Regions from separate parts of the Mus musculus genome. Here region 1 is linked to region 2. Evidence: chromatin contacts called from public HiChIP or PLAC-seq data. All regions are on one chromosome and are shown on one strand. Each heading gives the region's core, a stretch centred on a gene start, on an enhancer-like site or on the middle of the called end of the contact. The rest is flanking DNA. Distances are from core to core; before and after follow the strand shown.

What was found. HiChIP or PLAC-seq counts read pairs in DNA pulled down with a chosen protein or histone mark.
Region 1: an H3K4me3 HiChIP or PLAC-seq map of bone marrow-derived macrophages shows a contact between it and region 2, with 2.7 times the contacts expected there. The contact joins the promoter of Pcyt1a here to the enhancer-like site in region 2. A contact is called at or near these places in 9 of 39 promoter capture datasets (the 3T3-L1 cell line, the HPC-7 cell line, HPC-7-derived erythroid cells and 4 more), 2 of 15 datasets of contacts at CTCF or cohesin (CD8 T cells and the G1E-ER4 cell line), 16 of 484 Hi-C or Micro-C datasets (CD8 T cells, the CH12 cell line, ECoMG myeloid progenitors and 11 more), 10 of 115 datasets of contacts at active chromatin or transcription factors (CD8 T cells, the HPC-7 cell line, bone marrow-derived macrophages and 5 more) and 4 of 9 other capture datasets (adipose tissue, liver, macrophages and 1 more).

What each region holds. Positions count from the first base shown.
Region 1 is chr16:32,429,246-32,432,269 of GRCm38.p6, forward strand. It overlaps Pcyt1a (phosphate cytidylyltransferase 1, choline, alpha isoform), which reads left to right and starts at 1,676. Exons shown (of 9, transcript NM_009981.4): 1 at 1,676-1,786.
Region 2 is chr16:32,369,948-32,372,937 of GRCm38.p6, forward strand. Ubxn7 (UBX domain protein 7) reads left to right here. Exons shown (of 11, transcript NM_177633.4): 6 at 2,447-2,593. Among named protein-coding and RNA genes, the nearest start is that of Tm4sf19, 29 kb to the right of the region's middle. Within about 2 kb of position 1,599, at least 2 of the 459 cell types and tissues checked have an H3K27ac peak or open chromatin away from gene starts, as enhancers often do. A contact at or near this core is called in bone marrow-derived macrophages, where this site is marked.

The DNA.
Region 1 (3,024 bases), core at 426-2,925, 59 kb after region 2:
GTTTCTTCTGGCCTGTTATTTGTGCTCAGCTATTGGCTGACTACCCTATGGTTTACACAGCTCACTGCTTAAAGGTATATCCCTTTTGTTTAGTGACAGGGTCTGAGAAATTTCAAGTGTACATGAAAGTAGAGCAAGGAGTTTCAGCCAGGTGGTGCTGTCACACGCCTTTAATCCCAGCACCCAAGAGGCAGAAGCAGGTGGATCTCTGTGAATTATACATTAGCCTGCTCTATACAGAGACACCCTGTCTAGAAAATAACCACCACCATAAAAAGATTCCTAGGTTTCTATGTTAGCTACAGTCTAAACTACTACCTTTGTGATGCCCATCTTCCCCAGAGAGGCCCTTGGTGTCTCCTCCAGCTACGAAGTCCTTTTTTGGGGGCATTTTATCTGCCAAGTCCAAATACCTATTTGAACTTAAGTGTGTGTGCTAGCTTTTAATCATTTTTCTCCTTAGAAGCACCTCAGCAGATGCACAAGTTCACCCATCCTCTTTCCTCTCAGTTATCTTCAAGTAAAAAATGCAAACAAATACATAAAAGTCTACCCCCACCCCCCCCATCTTTCTCCTGTAGAGTTTTCTTCCCACTTGCCTTACAGCTACAGAATTGCACAGGGTGTGGCGGCTAATGACCGCACTCTAGAGTCTGAGGCAGGAGGTCCACTGCAAATTCAAGGCCGGCATGGGACAAATAGTAAGGTCCAGGCCAGTCTCGGCAACAGTAAAGGCCATGTCTGATAGTTACTTTTAATTCCCCTCAAAAAGTCTGGAGAGAGAGTTCAGTGGTTAAGAGTTAAAAGCACTTACTGTTCAATTAAGACTAGAATTAGCCCGGCAGTGGTGGTGCACGCCTTTAATCCCAGCACTGGGGAGGCACAGGCAGGTGGATTTCTGAGTTCGAGGCCAGCCTGGTCTACAGAGTGAGTTCCAGGACAGCCAGGGCTACACAGAGAAACCCTGTCTCGAAAAAACGAAAAAAAAAAAAACAAAAAACAAAAAACAAAAAACCAAAAAACCAAAAAAAACAAAACCCACTAGAGTTCAGGTCCCAGCACCCAGGTATTCACAAAGGCCCGTTAACTCTAGCTCCAAGACATGTCACCCCATTTATGGCCTCCGTGGACACACAAAATCTTAGAAGTGTGTTGTGTGTGTGTGTGTGTGGGGGGGGGGGACTCGGCCAAACAAAATCCCCCAAAAGCTCACCGTAGGAAGTTCGTTCCCTAGACTACAGCCTCCTTGTCTGTGCATTTTTGCCCTCGCCTCTACTCCTGCTCCACTACTTCCCGGGTCGATTTCTAGGCTCGTTTTCTGATGAGTCAACCCAGGTCCGAATAACTGGCAGACAGAGGATGAGCTCAGACCCGAGCTCGCCTGACCGAGCCGGCGGGCTCGAAGTCCTCGGGGAGGTCGGACATCGGAGCCCCAGCCCTGCGGAGAAGGCGAGGGGCAGCGGGCGCAGGGGACGCCGGGAGACCGGCGGCAGGAGGCGCCACACATCCGGAATTCCGAGCCCGCCGACCCCGCGCCTGCCTCCAGCGCTTCGGCTCAGTCACCCCACGCGCCCGGCCCCTCTGGAAGCGGAACTACTCTGTCAGGTTGTGGTTTTCAGGAATGCGGAGGTGGCATTGACAAGAGGGCGGGCGGGAGGCGGGACTTCCGGTCCGCAGTCCGGTCAGATGTTTCCCGGGCGTCTCCCCGCAACCCATTTGACTTCGCTAGTCGGTGACGCGGCGCGGGGAAGGGATCCGAGGGGGACCGGAGCCTGGAGGAGTTGAGGTAAGGAAACTCCGGGTAGTGGGTGCTTTGCGAGGACAAAGGCGGGCTGGGAGCGTGAGGGGGCTGCGACTGAAGAGTGGGCCAGTGACAGCTAGGGAAAGTGTGAAGCAGGAGGCTACTGTGACCGAGGTACAATGACAGCCAAGAGGACTGTGACCCAGGGGTGGCCGCTTGTGAGGGGTCTGTGACCCCCGGAGCAGTAAATGCGAGGGACTCTGACCTCGGAGAGCACGAGGCAGAGGCTGCGACGGGACCATGACCGAGTAAGTATGCAGCAGTGACTACCCGGGGACTGACTGATCGATGGATAGTGACTGAGGGGATTGATCCGAGGGACCATGAAGCAGCGGCTGCGAGGGCGCGCTCACCGACAAGCAGCGACTTTGAGGGCTGACTTGGAGGAGAATGTAAGATCAGGAATTGGGGGTGGTGCTTTGCACTTGTGTTTGTGTACAAAGTGTGAGTGAATGAGCGAGGGACCCACCCGGCACAGGTCTTACGAAGAAACCGCACTGGTGTGAGACCAGACCAGAGTTTGAATTTTACGGGCAAACTTCCGTGGGTGAGAAACTTAGTTCACCACTGAGCTAGTGTCTTCGTCAGTAAGCGGAAAGTTCAGAGTTGGATTATGCCACCCAACTCTGAGTCCCAGTTTACTATTGGGCTGTGAAGACAGTTTAGTTGGATGGCAACTAACTAAATACAGACAACTGGTCTACAATAGAAATCCCCGCTGTGTTCACATAGTAAGGATTTATAAAATAGGTTTCAGGTGTGTTTGCAATGATGCTATAAAGTTAGCTTCCTACATCTTACTACGTATGCAGTAAACGAGCTAAAGTTTGAAAACTGGGTGTGGTGATACACAACTAGAATTCAGACACCCAGGAGGCTGAGACAAGTATTTTCAGTTGGGCTTAAAAATTTTGGTGGACTTAAAGTGTTTTGGTTTTGTTTCTTTGCTCTTGCTTGTGAGTTTGTTTCTTCAAGTCAAGGTGTCTCTATGTAGCCCTGGTTGTCCTGGAACTCCCTCTGTAGACCGGGCTGGCCTTGAACTCAGAGATCTGCCTATTTCTGCCTCACCAGTGCTGGCTCTGAGGCATTAATACAGGATCTCACTATGTATAGCCACTGACCTGGAACCATCTAGACCAGGGTGGCCTTGAACTCACAGAGACTCCTGGCCTCTGCCTCAAGATTAAAGGTGCATGCCACCATGTCTAGCTTTTTGCTGTTGT
Region 2 (2,990 bases), core at 349-2,848:
TGCCTGACATTATAAAAGTTTGGTCTCAGTGTGGCAGTGCATTAAATTTGTGCATATTTGCTATTTGTTGTTTCAGACCTGTAATGGGAATGTTGGAAGTACATGTATGTGTATCTAATTGCAGAATACATTCTCCCCTGGTCTTCCTGGCTTTAGCTTTCCTAAAGGCAGAGGAAAACTTCCTGGGACTTGTAACTGTTAGGGGTTTTCTGTGTCCTCCACCTCTGAATAAAGACAGGAAGACTTATATTTATTAATTATTAATGCTTAAGGTTTTTGTGTAGGCCTCTTTCCAACTAGCTGTTATAACTTAAATTAACCCATATATGTTAATCTGTGTTCTGCCACATGGCTCATTAGTTACCTGTCTTTTAGTCCCTGTGTGCTTCTTCCTCTGTGTCTGACTCCCATAGTTCCTGTCTGCTGGAAGTCCCACCTATTCTCTCCTTCTTTGCTATAGGCTATCAGCATTTTATTAAACCAATCAGAGGATGATATAGGGGGTATTTATAAAATATGATGTAGCCAGAAATTAGCATTTGTATAATAAAAAACAGTCTTTATACAGTACACAAAAAGATAACCCCAAAAAGGGCAGGTGTAGTTGATTGTATCACCATAGTGAGAATATCTGTCATCAAGAAAACAACAAGGGCTAGAGATATGGCTTAGCAATTAAGATTATTTGTTGCTCTTGCAGAAGACCCAGGTTCAGTTCCCAGCACCCACATGGTGGCTTTTAACTGCAGTCCCAAGGGATATGATGCTTCCTTCTGGTCCCCAAAGCCAGGAGGCACGTACATATATACACTCAAACATATAAATCTTTAAAAACAAACAAACTTGATAAAAATTAAAACTATTATACCTTCAATATATTTGACATTTCTAGGGAAGGTTTGTTGAGGGGGAAGACTATTGCAGAAAATGGGCAGCACAGTTTCATAGGTGGGGCACAAGCAGCTAGCTAGAAGCCAAGATTCTTAGATTCTCTTCTCTGCTTTATGTACTAACTGAAGTTTCTAAAGGGGCAGAGTCATTAGACTATCGTGCATGTTATTGGCTGGGAGGGGGTGTGTGACGACTTCTTAGGTTAGCTTAATGGTAAAAGTTGGTGGTTCAACAATAGCTATCTGTATACTAGAGAAACAGAACACAGCAGCTGCTCAATCCAAGAAGCTATGTCTCAGCTATTCCACTCTGGTGCTGAAGGCTTACTAGGGAGCTGGAGTCTAATGATCCAATGACCACATGTGTACATGGAGAAAGAAATGGGCTTATGGACATATATACACTTCTTCCTCCAATTCCCATCCATCTAGTGGCTGGTGCTGGCTAACTTCAGAGTGGGCCTTTTTTTCCTACTCATGTGCCACAGATCTGTGCTTTCTGAAGTACAGCAAAGAGACAGGAACGTTTCACCAGTCCTGTATTTCTCCTAAACCAGTCAAGTTGACAGCCACCACAAGAATTAAACGTGTAAAATCGTACTGTATAATACCAAAAATTCTAGATATCATTTTAAAAGTTGTATTATTTACTTGCATATGTGTGTATAAATAAACATGCAATAGAAGTTGCCCCGGGGGCCAGCAGAGGGCATCAGATTTCCTTGAGCTGTGAGCTATTGGACATAGGTTGTAGGAACCAAATTCCATTTCTCCATGAGAGCATCAACTACTTTTTAACTTCTAGACTGCAGCCCAGCCTCTAGATATTTTTAAAACTATCCTTACTAATCATTGATAATTTCTTTTGGGGGAGACAGCAGGATGTGAGACAAGGTTTCTCTTTGTAGCCCTGGAACTCAGTATGTATTACATGTCTCTGCCTACACAGTGCGTTTAAGGTGTGTACCCTCTTAGAATTTGTTACAATATATTTTTATCATATTTATCCCCTATTTCTCTAACACACAGATTCACACTCAACCTGGGCATTCCTCTTAACTTTTGTAGCCCCTGTCTCTGCCTTGTCAACAACCATCAAGTCCAGTATGTGCTATTCTTACCCTGATGGTCCAGAGGACATCCACTGGAGCATGGTCACTCTACCAGGGATGATAGAATTGGTTCTCCCTGCCCCAGCAGCCATCATCTGTCAGTAGCTCCTCAGTTGGGGACTCATATCTTTTCCTTCATACCCCAGGCTAGAATGTTGTCCTGTCATGGTCCGGAAGATAAATGTTGTAGTCTGGTCCTCTCCAATGTCTGGCTCTTAAAACTTTAACTCTCTCTTTCATGATGGTCCCTAAGCCTAGCGCTAGGAGGGACAGTACTCTAGATGTCCCATGTGTGCCTGAGCACGCCACTGATGCTTGTCTCCTCACTTTGGCCAATTGTGAATTTATGTATTAACCACTGTGCTCTGCACAGAGAACTGATGAGTCCTCAGTGTCATTTTTAAAAGTGTGCTAAGTGTCTATATGGAAATTTTACTCTTACAGGCCAAAGAGTGTGGCCAGATGCAGAATAAGTGGCTGATGATAAACATTCAAAATGTACAAGACTTTGCATGCCAGTGCCTCAACCGTGATGTATGGAGCAATGAAGCTGTGAAGAATATTATCCGGGAACATTTCATTTTCTGGCAGGTGAGAACAACAGTTAATTAAAGCTTTCTTAGTATTTGTTTTTATAGTATAGGATGTTGTAGAGGCAGAATGGGGCTATAAACTGGAAAAAGTGAGTTCAATCATACTTCAGGAGCACCTTGACAAGACTATCTACAGCTCCACAGCTCAGTAGAAACATAGTTTAAGCCACACAGTTGACATTTCTCTAGAAGTACCATCTGAAAAAAATTCAAGGGAAAAGGGAAATTAACTTTAATCATATGTTTTAAGTCAATGTATGATAGAACATTAACATTTTAGTGGCATTATGTTTCTGTTTAACTGTGTGTGTTAAATTCTCAAAGTAAGGTATGTATTTCATGCTTATAGCACATGCCACCTTAAATTAGACTATTTTATCTATTTAATAGCTATA